5 separate regions of the Sus scrofa genome follow, and regions 1, 3, 4 and 5 are each linked to region 2. A link is a contact called in public HiChIP or PLAC-seq and promoter capture Hi-C data. All regions are on one chromosome and are shown on one strand. The core of a region is the stretch at or near the end of the contact, and the rest is flanking DNA. Distances in the headings are between cores, read along the strand shown.

Region 1 (2,700 bases), core at 99-2,598, 670 kb before region 2:
AGTATTCTCATAGCATTTAGTCCCTTTTGTAATACAGGCACTTATCTGTGTATCAAAATGTCTGCGTGGACGTAGACAGCAAAAAAGACAGGAGTCTAACTTACCAGCTTTGGAGACTTCACGGTCTTTCAAAGGTGGACCACATCGCTGGGCCTCTGGACTATTCTCTGGGCCAAGGGTAGACACCTCAGGCCGAGAGGTTCAAACTGGAGGCAGCTGAGAAGGGTCACACTACACCCAAGAGGTTTTCTGGGAAAGCGAACTCTACAATATGACTTTCCCCCTGAAACGTGTATGTGCTTTCAACATCAGAGGAAACCTCAGTCTTACGTGATTATCTTCAAAGACATTGCTGTGAATAGCATTTTGAACATGCAAGTTTCTCAGAGCGAGTATGTGACAACGTAGGCCAAAGCAGAAGGCGCCGAACACAGATGGCAATATATGATCTTCCCAGTCAAGACGTCTAAGTCCGAAGCGCAGTCCTGTCGGCATTTGGATACCTCGAAAGGAACAGGTAAGAAACACAGGTGCACGCAGAAAACTGGACAGTGTCCCAGAGAGAGAAGCCTTTCCAGTTCGTACGTACGTCTATAATCAACAACCAACCGGAGCAGGGATACAGGAAGTCAGGCAGCAAGCTTACAGGAGGTGACCGTAATTTACTCTAATCTCCCCCCGCCCCCGCCAAGAATGGGTTGGGATGGGTGGCACATGCTCGTGTTTGGGAAGACGTCCTGAGTCTTCAGCATTTCCCTTCAAATCCAGAGACTGTTGCTGGTCGACAGCAACCCAGGGCATCCGCTCCACTGACAGGCGACACCGCCTTCTCCCTTCTTGCGAGCGCGCTCGAGCGGCTCTCCCGACCCCACCAAGCGGACCGCCAGATAGGGCGGGGACCCGGGGCGAGGGGGCGGGGCCGGGGTCCCGGGCAAAGACGGAGTGGGGGTGGAAGTCCAGGGCGAAGGGGTAGGGGTCGCGGTCCCCAGACGAAGGGGAAGAAAGTTGTGGTCCCAGGTGAGGGTGGCAGGAGTCGCAGCCCTCAGCGACCGCGCAGCCTCCTCCGGTCGCGCCGGGGTGGGGCGCGGACAGCGTGCGAGGGGTGGTGCGGGGGCTGCGTGCGCAGGGCGGGGCGTGGCGGCGTGCGCGCCCGCACCAATCACAGGCACCGCCGGGAGGGGCACTCGCGCGGAGAGTCCAGGATGAGAGGGCGGGTCCGGCGAAGCGCTAGGCCAATCGAGGCGCCCTGTTGCCATGACGTAGCGCTCTCCCCGGCTCAGAGAGCCAATCGGCGGGCTGGGCGGTGAGTGCGCGAGCGCGCGGGCGCGCGAGCGCGCCGGGCGGGACTTCCGCCGAGTCCCGGAAGCGGGAGCTGTGTGTTCTCATGCGAACGGGAAGGAGCGTTGGGGCGCTGGAGTCGCGAGGTTGAGACATTTTCGGCCCGAAACGGGAAGGAGCCGCCGCTGCCCCGCCGCCAGCCCGCGCCGCGCCGCCCCCCGCCGCTCGTCCGGGCCGGCCGCGCCCCTGCTTCCGCCCCTCCCTCACGGCCCGTCCGCGTGTGGCGCGGTCGCCGGGCACCGGGGCTGCGGCGGTCGGCGGCCGGGCGGCGGCGGCGCTGACAGGTGAGCGCGGCGGCGGGCGGGCCTCTCCGCTCCTCTCCCGCCGCGCCCGGCCGCCGCCTCGGACCCGCGCCGCGCCCGCCTGTCACGGGCCGCCATCTTCCCGGAGGACGCGGCCGGGCAGGGCCGGGCTGACGCGGCCGGGCCGGGGCGCGGGCAGGGGGGCCTGCGTGCGGGCCGGGGCCGGGGCGACGGGTAGGGCCGGGGCAGGCCGGGCCGAAGTCTGGGAGGCCGGGCCCGGGCCGGGTCCGGGCAGCGCCGCCGTCCGGCCCGCACTGCGGCGGCCTCGCCCTGCCCTCCGCCCGGGCCCGGGACCGCGGCCGGCCGGGCGGGGAGGGCCCGGGCTGCTCGGACCAGGAAGTGCGATCCTGTTGCTCCGGTTGTGCTTGGGAAGCTCGCGCTCTCCTCTGCGAGGTTTGAGCAGAGGCAGATTCTGAGACAATTAGGGAAAAATGCTAAAGGGGCCCTGGGCTCGAGAAAGAGGCAGGTCAGGAATTTCTTACCACCTGCTTCTCAGTCGTGTCCAATCAGAACGAAAAAACTGAGACTTGTTCAGACTTCACTGTAATTTTGTATTGCAACTCTCCCTTCAGGTCATCTTGCTTTCCCCCTCATTTCTACGTAAAACGGTCTTTAATTTGGGCTTAGATGAAACTTGAGAAGATTATCTGTTGGGTAGCTATCCTATGCGTTGAGCCCCCTCTCCTTGGCTGCACTGTAACTTGCCCTAAATGTTAAGTGGAAATTGGAAGTTTTGGGTAACTGAAGGAACGGGAAAATTTCCCTGACTGCAGGGAAATTAGTTTGTGTGAGGGTTTCTCAAAAAGGTAGTGTCAACTTGAAGACCGGTGTTGTAAGGATACAGGTTATTTTTCTCTTGAAAGTTTTTCTTTTATGGTATTTAATATATTGTTTGTTACGTATTTCTTGTTTCGTGTTAAGTGTTTAAAATGCTTTTGAAATAGGTGCTCAGTTGTAGTCTGCAAAGACCACTTTTGGGGGGGGGGGAGCGATGTCCTCTTCTGCGGTGACTGGATAATATGTGCCCTGAGCGATTTTCGTACTTCCCCACCTGCCCGGC
Region 2 (2,700 bases), core at 54-2,553:
GCAGCAGCCGGGCCCGGACTCCACAAAGCCGCCGCGCCCCCGCCTCGGACGCCCCTGCCCGCGCCCCCGCCCCGCCGCCGCGGCCGAGCTTCTCCCACCATTATGCTCCGGTCCTCGCCGCCGCCGCCGCCGCCGCGCCCGGCCCTCCCCCTCCGCGCCCGGCCCGCCGCCCGCGCCGCCTCCTTCCCGCCGCGGCCGCCTCCTCCGAGCCTGGGCCGGCGGGTGCGGGGGGCCGCCGTCTCCCGGCCTTCCCGCCTCCGCGCGCCCGGCCTCCCCGCCGCCCCCAGGCTCCGCGGCCCGGCCTCCCCGCCGCCTCCGGCTCGCGGCCCGGCCTCCCCGCCTCCGGCTCCGCGGCCCGGGCCTCCTCCCCGCCGCCCGCCCCGGCGCGGCGCCTCGGGGGCGCCATGTTGACAGCCTTCGCCGCAGAAAGTCGCGAGCGCCCGGCGAGGGAAGCGCGGAGGCCCCGCCGCCGCACTTACGGTGTCGCCTCGCCGAGCGGCGGGCCGGGGCCGGGCGCGGAGTTGGGGCGCCGCCGCCCGCCGCGGGGAAAGTTTGCGTCCTGCCAGGCCGCGGCGCCGCTCACATGGCGGGTCGAGCGGGGCGGCCGCTCGCCGGCCCGGCCTCCTCGCCGCCGCCGCCGCCGCCGCCGCCCCCGGGCTTTATTGTGTGGCGGGCCGGCGGGCCGCGCAGCGGGTTCGGGCTCGGGCTCGGCGCGGGCTCCCTCCCGGCCCGGCCCGCCGCGCACGCCCACACCCACCTTCCCTCCGTCCTGTGCTCCGCGCCTCTCCCCAAACTGGAGCATATTCGTACAGATCCACACATGCACTTCATATCCACACACACGTGAAGGCTACGTACGTGCGGGCACGCGGGAGCCGGGAGCGGAGCGCACAAAGATCCGGCGCCCGCAGCATCGTCAGCTCGGACCCGCAGCTGCGGGCGCTGCCCGGCCGACGCCTGATTTCGTGTGCGTGGTGCCTGCCTGGAGTCGCCGTCGGAATGGCAAAGTCTTGGAGAAGCGTTAGCTTTTAATGGGCAAGATCGGTAAAATGGTGTTCATACCCTTTTAATTCTGTCATGAAAACGAACTGCGGGAATATGCTGCATTCCACACTTACGCCTTCCACAAGAACCGGACCACCCATTATCACTTTAGCAAAAACACCACCAATTGTTTAAGGAGAAGGAGGTTGTCTTTTTTAGTTTGTGATTGTGGATCTAACCAGAGAAGATCCCAATATGTGAAATAAGACAGGCTCAGAGAGAAGCATATTTTATAGATTTCACGTATTTTCCCTAATGACCTTTCTCCAGGAGGAGTTTGGAAGAAACACCTCTGCGCCAAAATTTCTTACCCTGACTCCATTTGGACATGTATATACCTGAAAATCACTGAAAGACACTTGTCCAAGAAATCTGGGGATTTAAATCCGATTCATCAATCTTTCATGGCCGGGCTGTAAGACTAAGACTTTAGAAATGGGTCGTACTTGACTAGGAGTTCCATGACGCACACCAGCGGAGGAAGCAGTCTTTCAGAGCCCTGGTCCTCATACACCCCAGAGGGGGTTTTGGTTACCTCAAGGAGCATCACAAAATCAGTTTAACTCATTTTAACTGTATGGATAAATACATGCCTTTAAACACTGGCAGACGGGTTAAAAAAATGTCAGAAAAAAATCGAGCCATGCCTGGTTTGAATGCTGGACCGGGAATTCTAACCAATGAATAGCTTTAAGTAAATCATCTTGTTTAAAAGACATCTGTAAAATAGAGATCAGCATGTGTTTCCCTGAGGCCACTCAAGGAAGACATTTTAGGAAAGAAGTCACTGTGTAACTCCACATTTTTCTCTAAATTTTTTTAGGCACCATTTTAATTTCTGTACCCAGATTTTATTTCTCATTCTACCTTGGTTTTGCCTACAATTTAACCTTTGGCTCTATTTCCCCTTCAAAACAGTTTTGTTTACCTCATTTTCCCCTCAGCCGAGTGAATAATAGGCAAGGGAAGTGGTCTGGGGGCTCCTGGTTTGGGATTGGGAGTTGGGAGGAAGCCCAGAAGACCAAGCACTTCTTGCCATACATCCTAGGTTACACCATGAATTTATCCACCAACATGCAAAGAGAGAGCAAGGAACTGAGTCGTGGAGGGAAAGAGGGAAAGGGAAGAGTAGTGGGCTCTGAGGGATGGTTTACTTCCCTTGGCCCTGTTTCGGAGACCTAGCACCACCCCAAGAAGGACCCCACCCAGCACTTCTGACCCTTCCCTACCCCCAGCTGACTCTCACCAGTGGTAATGTTGGACTGGATCAGGCTATCATTTTTCCAGATTCTGCTTTAAGAAATATTATGTACATAGAGAAGTCATGTGTTATTCAGCAAATTAATGTGGAATTTTTGTCTCTTTAAAAGAAATTAATCAAATCATATCCTTAATTTATACCCCACAGTTTAAAATAATCGAAATCACTTAAGTAATACATTGTAGCAACTGAAAATCATTTTTCTAAAGGTAGAAGAAAATATAGGTGGATATTTGTAAGATTAGTGTGGAGAAAACTATCCTAAGCTCTAAAGCAATGATTTTATCAGAAAAGGAAAGTGATAAATTTGACTGTATAAAAGTGTTTGAATCCTATATGTCAAAAACAGATGTAGATGTATTTTAAAATATGCCCATTAGGGTTACAACTTTTAT
Region 3 (2,725 bases), core at 89-2,588, 530 kb before region 2:
GACCACACGAGATTAATGGGAACTGTCACAGCTGTGAAGTCGCTGCGATGTACGAAGACGAAGAAGGCTTGTGCTTGTCCCCAGGAGCCTTCACTCAGGCGGATGAGACAGATCAAGGTCAAGGAGGTGAGGGTGGTGAGAAGTCGAAGCCTGGTAAAGGGGGGAGACTTTTCCGGAGTTGCTATTAGGGAGGCCTGGGAATGTGGGGCAGGGCAGGCCCTCGGGTGCAGGCACACAGGGTCTCCGGGGAACACAGCCCTTGGCAGGCGTGGTGAGGCTGTGTTACACCAGGTGGTGGAGGGTCTGGGGTCTCCGGCTTAGAGGGTGACCTTGTACTCAGTAGACAATGCAGAAGCATCACACTGTCTACTTTTGGAAGGAGGATTAGAGCCACCTTTGACCACTCCCGCCACAACTTCCAGCCGCTGGGGCTGGGGCACCCCTGGGAGGTGGTCCCGACGCCCTGGGCCCGCTGTAGCTGCTGGGCGGCGAAGAGCCAATCCGGAACGAAAGCGAGGTCAGCTGATGGAGACTGTGCCAGAGTCTTAGGGGACAGGGAAGCAGAGGATGTGTGAAGTCCCAGGAAGCTCCGGGACCCTCCGGCCTGTATAATTAAGAAAATGGTGGGAGTTGTCAGAAGCCAGAAGGAGGAGCTGGCTTAATGTGGGGTTTGCGCAGCAGTCGGGGTGTGGATTGCCTCCCCAAACGGTCAGGACTGGAGGACCAGATTTGGTGACGCGCCTGGAGGCGACACCGGTGCGGTGGGCGCAGAAGAGAAGACGGTGGAGGACCAGCCGTCGGGCCCTGATGTGCTCCACCTGTGGAGGCAGGTGACCCCTCTGTCCTCCGCCCTTTCAGCGCTGGGAGACTGGGGCCAGGCAGAGGCACTGATGCAGCCTGGGGGCACAGGCTCCCAGGTTCTCCAGCCAGAATTAGGAATTTGCAACCCAGGGCTCTTTCCGCGGCCCACGCTGTTTTTATACCCCGCCCCCAACACACGGACGTATTTATTTCAAAAAAAAAAAAGAAAAAAATCAGTCCTCAAAGACCCAGAACCCTTGGGCTGGGGCTCCGGCCTGCATTTTGCTGTTCCAGGTATTCTTCTGCCTTAGGCCAGGGGAAGGCGAGGGCTGGGCTGGGCGGGGAGGCCCCGCGGGGCCGGTGCGCGTGCCCCGCGCCCCCGGGGGCGCGCGCAGCGCCGGCCCGCCCTCTTTGCCCGGCGCGCGCCCCCATCCCCGCCCCGTGCGCGCCCCTCGCCGGCACGCGCGCGTCGCGGAGCTGCCCGGTGCAGCGGCGGCGGGCGCGCTCCAGGCGGGACGGGGGCGCGGGCGCGGGCGCGAGGCCGCCGTGCCGGGGCCGCGCGGAGGAGGCGCCGGGGAGGAGCGCGCTGCGCCGCCGCCCGGCCTGCCGCCGCTCGGTGCGGGTCCGCGGGGCGCGAGGAGCGGCGAGACCGCGGCCTGGAACAAAGGGAGGCCGGCTGGGGCGGGGGCGTCGCGAGCATGGCGGACCGCAGCCTGGAAGGCATGGCGCTGCCCCTGGAGGTGCGGGCCCGGCTGGCCGAGCTGGAGCTGGAGCTGTCGGAAGGTAACAGGCCCCGCGCTCGGCCGGCCGCGCTGTCACGGGGGCCCGGGCGCGGGCGGGCGGGCGGGCGGGCGAGCGGGCGGGGGTCCCGGCGCCGCTGCGAGCGCGACCCCCGCCCTGCGGCTCTGCGTCGTGGGTCGCGGCCCCCGCGCCCGGGGCCTGGGGAGCGGGCCGGGGCCGTGGGGCCGGGGGCGCAGGACGCGGCCGCGGGGCCTGGGGCGCCGCCGGGGCGCAGGACCGGGCCGCGGGGCCGGGGCGGCCTTGCGCGCGGCCTGGCGGACGGGGCCGTGTCCTTGGTGCGCCGCGGAGCGCTGCCCACCGCGGCCGGGCCGGGGGCGGTTCCGCGTTGCGCGGCCTGATGCGCCGCGGGCCTCGTTCTAATGCGAAACTTGTCGTTGGACTTGAGGGTTTGATCGCCGGGGGCTGCGGCCCGTCCTGGCTGGACGGAGATAGTGCTACTATTGTTACCGCGGGCTGGGATGCGAAGGGGGGTAAAATTGGCAAACCTCCTCCCTCAGGCCGGGGTTCGTGCCGCGTTCCCAGCGTCTCCTACTTAGAATTTGTGACAGATTCGCTACAGTGATTTCATGGAGTGTTATATACGGTTTCTCATTTGCTCTTAATGGTGGGATCATGTGCTCAACTGTCACAAGTTTTAGATCGGGTTTTGCCATGTCTTTAAAAAAAAACCCACTAAAGTTCCGAAATGTTCAGGTTGCGTGTAGATTGGGAATTCACCCGGCTCACCCCAGGAAGGCCACTCATGTACTGTGGGGGTGGGGACAGGCTGGCGCGTCTCGAATTTATATTTGGAGCAGTTTCGTGGTGAACTTGTGTGTGTAACGGTTTTGCGGGGCTGGCAGCCAGAAAGTAAATTCATTCGTGCCAGTTTTCTTCAGCAGGGAGGAGCTGGTGTCGACCTCACGTTTTCCGTTTTAACTCTTTGAGGAGGTAAAGGTGAGCGCCTGGCGGGAAGTGCCTTTTCAGGTGCCCAGGTCTGGAGATGCTTCTGTCTCACACTTGGGGTTCTGCAGGGTTCTGTAATGTTCAACAGCCCCACGGGGGGACCGTGTCCTGGGCGCTGTGCTCAGCAGACTCTGTTGTGAAGGCTTTGCTAGTAGCTGAGCACAGCCCCCAAATGGAA
Region 4 (2,700 bases), core at 22-2,521, 770 kb before region 2:
TTCTTTAAGAAAGCATGTAGTCCCCTCCAAAAATCAACCTCCCTAATCTACTGCTCAAATAAATGAATTTAATATAAACTCTCCTTCTGCCCAACCCATGTTACATGCTGCCACATGCACTACCCCCTGCATTCAAAACATTACAGTTCCACATCCAGTGGGATTTATAAACATTATCCTTTTAGCAAGAGAAAAACACTTGGCTAAATAACAAATATTATGAACGTTAAACACATGCAAAAAAAATAAAAGGATATAATTTGCATGTGGCCCTTAAAAATACAAAACGTGACTGAATTTCCACAAGAAGGTAGAGTTTTTCACAGCACTTCACTGTGAAAACACCATTACCAAATTCCTGGCGGCCAACACCAACTGCTGAGGGTCAGCAACGAGAGGCGGCCTCGGCGGTCTCCCCTAGGTCACCCTGCCGAAAGTGCCCAACTGGGGACCTAGGCCAACGCTCGGAACACAAGCTCACCGGTTCTGGGGGCATCTCTAACAGGAAAACAACCAAGATTGTTTACAGATCTCAACAGTGGAAAGAATGGGATAGAATCGGGGATAAAGTTAATAAATGTAGAGTTTGCTTCTTAGGAAAACCAGGACTGGAGAATTCAGACAGCTTATCTGTACCCCTCGGGGATGTAAGCTCCAAGTCAGGGCACAGCAGGTGCGCACGGCTGCCCAGAGCCCTAAGAAGAAGGGCACTCGCTGAGACCTCAAAGCGGGCACTTAGCGAGGACGCGAGGCTGGACGTGGACCCGCAGGCAGTTCCTGCCCAAGGTCGCGGCGACCCTGCCGACCGCCGCAGGCCCGCCCCGGGGGCGGGGAGCACAGAGGCCCGGCTGCCAGGGAGCGGGGCGCGCGGCCCCAAGGCGCCCGGAAGGACCCTCCTCGCAGGCCGCCCGGGGCGCGCGCACCAACCACATCTACGACCCGGGGGGTGTCGGGGTAGAAGTCTGGGGCGCGGGGTCAAGAGGCGCGGGATCGGGCTCGGAGGGGTCGGCGGTCGCGGTCCAGACTGGGGACGGGGGGGTCCCGCGGCGCGCAGGTCGGGGGTTGGAGGGCGTGGGGTCAGGGGCACAGGGCCACCCCGCAACACACAGACAAGCCCCGCCCGGCGCGAGGCTGCTGCCGCACACACCAAGGCTGCCGGTCCCGGGCGGAAGATGGCGGGCCTGCACTCACCTGTCACGCCGCCGCCGCGCAGTGCCAGCCGGGCAGTGCGCTGCCGCCCGTGGGTTCCCAGCCAGGGGGCGCCGGGACCTATGCGGACGTGCAGGACACCAAGTCTCCCCGGCCCTGACGCGGCCCCAAGACCCGGCAGCCTGACGCCCCACGCTTCCGGCGCCGGAAGTCCCGGCCCCGCCTCCTCCCCGCGCCGGAAATCCCGCCCGGCGTCCTCCACACGCAGGCGCCGCAGGAAATCCCGCCTCTGGCTAAGCAGGCATGGCCGGAAGTCCAGCCCCCCGCAGAAAGTCCCGCGCGTCACCTGAGCCGGCCGGGGTCCCTAACTGGACAGCGGCGGTGGCAGAGTCGCCGAGGCGTTGCGCGAGCTCGTGACCACCGGGCCCTTGCCCGAGGGATAAGCGCCCCTCTGAAGACCCCTTGGACGGCCAGGCGGCGCCGGGAGCCCAGGGCGCTGAAGACCCGCGGGTACTCACCGCGGCGAAGGCGCGCGGGCGCCCGGGGCAGGCGCCAGTCCGCGTCCATGGGAACCAAGATCGGGCCGGTGGGAACGGCCGTCCCCACTCCTCGCTACCGCGTGTGCCGCAGCCGCTTCCCCGGCGGCGCGGGCGAGGCGGCTGCGCACGGAGCCCGACAGAGTCTGCGGAGGGTGACTCACCCGCTGCCGCCTCGGGTGTGAAATGTGTGCTCGCCATTGGCTACAGAGACGAACAAAGGCAGCCGCGCGCTGCGAAAGGTGGGACTTGAAGGCCTGCTGCCCTTGGTCTAGTTTGGAAAAATCGCAGAGGGCGCAGTAGTCCTCAGCTCTGCCAACAGCCACCTGGGCGTGTAAAGACCAAGTGTGGCGCAGGGAGCATTTTCCTTCTTTTAAAAAATAAAGCGCATTCAGATTCAAGAAGCACCTATGATTTTGCGCAGGAAAACAAATTTGGCGTATTTTGGTATCCAAATAGCCGAACGGCTTGTAGAACAAAACCTCAAGTAACTTAGTCATTGAGCATAACAATAAAACCTTATTACTAGAATCATTTATAAATATTCAGCTAAGGATTGCAGAGGTTGTGGCTAACAAGTAACAATTTTATTTCGGACCTAGGGTGCACATGGCATTCTGTTGGGCATGGGAGCCTATATATAGACTGCTCCATGAACTGCGGTATCATCTCCACCTAATTCACGTGCTAATACATGGTTTGGTTTCGCAGCCACAAAAGTTACTAAATGAAATGACTGCATAAAGAAGTGTCACAAAATTAAGAAGGGAAAGGAATCAATATTTTGAGGGCCTGCTGTCTGCCAGTCACTTCACTTATTTGGTAACTTGTTTAATCCAATAAAGTAAAAATTGTTTCATTATTAGAGAAATGCAAATAAAAACTAAATGAGGTATCACCTCACACTGGTGAGAATGGTCATTATCAAAAAGTCAACAAAGAGTAAATACTGAAGAGTGTGTGGAGAATAGAGAGCCCTCCTACCCTGTTGGTAGGAATGTAAGTTGGTGCACCC
Region 5 (2,751 bases), core at 227-2,726, 590 kb before region 2:
AGTATTTTCCTTCAAACCCCAGCCCCACGACGTCCCGTGGCCCAGATGGGGATACTGGGGCCAAACGTAATCTCACTGAACCCTGCGAGTTTGTCTTTGAACCGAGTACACGTGGCCATTCCTGCCCATTTTGCAGGATCCAATAAGCCCCCCAAGAGTGGAAGTGTCCCAGAGACTGATGGGCATGCCCTGCTGTGAGCAGCAGCCCGGTTCTGCCCTGTGCCCCTCGGAGCCCCCCCGGCCCCCGGCCAAGCTCGGGGAGGTGAACATGAAGAATTCCCAGCAACATGGTTTCAAGTCTGAGGAGGCCGCCCGGCCAGTTTTCCCTCAGACTCGTCCACCCGGAGAGAGTGACGCAGCGGAGAGCAGGGGCCAAGCGGAAAGGCCCGAGGGCAACCATGAGTTTAGCCTGCTTTCCGCACGTGTCACCCCATTTGCGCCTGTCTCTAGACTTTGTGACTCCCCTGGAAATCTGCGAAAACACAGCCTGTTTCTGGGCAGAGACCCCACACAACAGAGTAGCCTGAAGTCCGGGCTCTGTTGCTCCCTCAACAGCAAGCACGGAAACAGGCTTTTGTTCATTTATTTATTTGGGCCTCACACCCGGCATATGGGCGTTCCCAGGCTGGGGGTCCAACTGGAGCTACGGCAGGGTGGCCGGCCTACACCACAGCCACAGCAAGGCCAGATCAAGCCGCATCCATGACCTACACCCAGCTCACAGCAACACCAGATGCCACTGTCTCCAGGACACATGGGTTCTAGTGTCCTCATGGGTTCTAGTCCAGTTTCGTTACCTCTGAGCCACAACAGGAACTCCACAGAGAGGCTTTTAGACACTGAAATATTTAAAGCAAACGTCTACTTTTTCATACATGTCCCGGATGTGGGTGGGCCACAGCCCTCCTTCCCAGAACCGCAGGGCCCCCAGGATCCTGCCCTGAGCACCGAAGGGGCTTCCACTTCCGGAAGAGGGTCGCGGAGCGCCGAGGCTCCGCGCAGGCCTGCCAGCCTCCTCAGGGTCACCCCAGCGCTCGCTGGAGCTCGGCTGCCAGGCGCACCCCGAGGTTTGGTGCAGAGACCGCGGCCCCACCAAGGAGCGGAGCACGGGCTGTCGGCTGTTGGGCGCCGCAGGTGCTGCCCGCGGTCGGTGGACCCGACCCGCCGGGGACGCCGGTGGAGCCTGCGCGGGCCCTGGGTACGCGCGAGTCCGGCGCCGTCCTCAGAAGCACCTGCGACCACGCCGACGCCCCGCCCCCCGTGGGGAGCCCGCCTGCAGCGGTTTGGTGGCGCCAGGGTGACGAGGCTGCTTCCGCACCCCTGCGGTCTGCGGCGCTGCGTGCGGGCTGGTGGCCGTGCCGGCCCAAGCCGCCTCCGCTCGCTGCTGTGAAACGCTCATGCCCTTCGGGTGGGGCCCCGCCAGCTCCCCCGGAAGCGGCTGCTCGGCCCGCCCCGCCTGCGGAGCGGGACCCGTCGGGCGTCCCGGCCTCGGGGAAGGTCCGCAGGACAAACAGGGAACCAGGCGAGGTTCCCTGAACTGGGCGAGGAGGGGCCTCCGGCAGCGATGGCCCCGGCGCCCAGGCCTGTAAGGTCGGTGCTGGCAGGGGAGGGGCCACCTTTGGGCAGGTGGCACTCGTGAGGGACACCTCAGATGCACCCGGGGGGCGCTTGGGGACAGGGTGCGCCGGGCCGGGAAGCCCTGGGGTAGTGGCGGCAGCAGGAGGGCAGAAGTGGGCAGAGGTGCCCAGAGTCAGCAAAGGGAACACGGAAGACGGGGGTAAGGAGGGCTGCGTCGGGCTCTGTGCCCGCGGCGAGACCCACGCGCGGCTCTGGTCTCCGGCGCCCTGGGTGGACTCACCTGCTAGTTCCCCGGAGGCTCACGTTGCCTAAGAGGTGGAACGAAACGACCCTCTCAGTTGTTGAGATGGGACTGACCGGCGGTGTGGGAGTGGTGTCAGGTGTATAACAACCATTCGGTCCATGGAGCTGTTGTCCAGTGATCACACCAGGTCCGGTGAAGGTTGGTCACCTCACACGGTACAAATGGTGTGAGTGTGACAGGAACATGTCATGTTTATTCTCCTAACAGCTTTCAAAGACCCACAGAACAGCACTCAACTTGCTGTATCCCCAGGTCTTAGGTATTTTGTTTTAACCACCTTCACCCATTTCACCCACTCCTGACCCCTGCCTCTAACAACCCCAGCCTGTTCACTGTGTCTGTGACCTTGGTGTTTTGCTTTGTTTTTAGATTCCTGCGATGAGTGAGATCCTGTGGTATTTGTCTTTTCGGTCTGACTTATCTCACTTGACATGTCTCGGCCGTCAGGACATCCTTCTTTTCAGGGCTGAATGTTTACATTGCCTGTATCCATCTCTCCACTGTCTTCATCCGTTCATCCATCGAAGGACTCTCACTTGGCTCCCCGTCTTCGCTGCTCTAAGTCATGCTGCCTGAACGGGGCGGCACAGCCTTTGCTTTTTCTTTGGAGTGGGTGTTTTCGGTTTCTTAAGCAGATACCCAGAAGGGGCACTCCTCGGTCATGTGGTGGTTCTGCCTTATTTTTTGAGGACGCTCCGTGCTGTTTCCCGTAGTGATTGGAGCGAATCTCCTTCCCGCCACTGGTGAAGGAGGCACCCTTTTTCTCCGCATCCCCTCCCACTCTTGCTATTTGTTGTCTGTTTGATAACAGCCATCCTAACAGGTGGGAGGGATGGCTCACTGTGGTTTGATTTGCATTCCCTGTCAAT

Evidence for each region. Promoter capture Hi-C pulls out the DNA fragments that hold promoters and counts their contacts. HiChIP or PLAC-seq counts read pairs in DNA pulled down with a chosen protein or histone mark.
Region 1: a contact with region 2 is called in an H3K27ac HiChIP or PLAC-seq map of alveolar macrophages. The contact joins the promoter of LARP4B here to the promoter of ZMYND11 in region 2. A contact is called at or near these places in 1 of 5 promoter capture datasets (liver), 1 of 47 Hi-C or Micro-C datasets (embryonic fibroblasts) and 2 of 2 datasets of contacts at active chromatin or transcription factors (alveolar macrophages and skeletal muscle).
Region 3: a promoter capture Hi-C map of fetal skeletal muscle shows a contact between it and region 2, with 3 times the contacts expected there. The contact joins the promoter of DIP2C here to the promoter of ZMYND11 in region 2. A contact is called at or near these places in 1 of 5 promoter capture datasets (fetal skeletal muscle) and 1 of 2 datasets of contacts at active chromatin or transcription factors (skeletal muscle).
Region 4: a contact with region 2 is called in an H3K27ac HiChIP or PLAC-seq map of alveolar macrophages. The contact joins the promoter of WDR37 here to the promoter of ZMYND11 in region 2. A contact is called at or near these places in 1 of 5 promoter capture datasets (liver) and 1 of 2 datasets of contacts at active chromatin or transcription factors (alveolar macrophages).
Region 5: an H3K27ac HiChIP or PLAC-seq map of alveolar macrophages shows a contact between it and region 2. The contact joins the promoter of LOC100625534 here to the promoter of ZMYND11 in region 2. A contact is called at or near these places in 2 of 5 promoter capture datasets (fetal liver and fetal skeletal muscle) and 2 of 2 datasets of contacts at active chromatin or transcription factors (alveolar macrophages and skeletal muscle).

The regions. Positions count from the first base shown.
Region 1 is chr10:68,620,248-68,622,947 of Sscrofa11.1, forward strand. LARP4B (la-related protein 4B) reads left to right here and starts at 1,349. Exons shown (of 18, transcript XM_021065070.1): 1 at 1,349-1,622. It overlaps LOC106505221 (a long non-coding RNA gene), which reads right to left and starts at 1,115. Exons shown (of 5, transcript XR_001299412.2): 1 at 105-1,115.
Region 2 is chr10:69,294,337-69,297,036 of Sscrofa11.1, forward strand. ZMYND11 (zinc finger MYND domain-containing protein 11) reads right to left here and starts at 1,304. Exons shown (of 14, transcript XM_005668264.3): 1 at 859-1,304.
Region 3 is chr10:68,768,811-68,771,535 of Sscrofa11.1, forward strand. DIP2C (disco-interacting protein 2 homolog C) reads left to right here and starts at 1,339. Exons shown (of 36, transcript XM_021065075.1): 1 at 1,339-1,584. The coding sequence starts at 1,500.
Region 4 is chr10:68,527,327-68,530,026 of Sscrofa11.1, forward strand. It overlaps WDR37 (WD repeat domain 37), which reads right to left and starts at 1,272. Exons shown (of 14, transcript NM_001244454.1): 1 at 1,192-1,272.
Region 5 is chr10:68,708,908-68,711,658 of Sscrofa11.1, forward strand. It overlaps LOC100625534, which reads left to right and starts at 1,477. Exons shown (of 2, transcript XM_021065071.1): 1 at 1,477-1,590.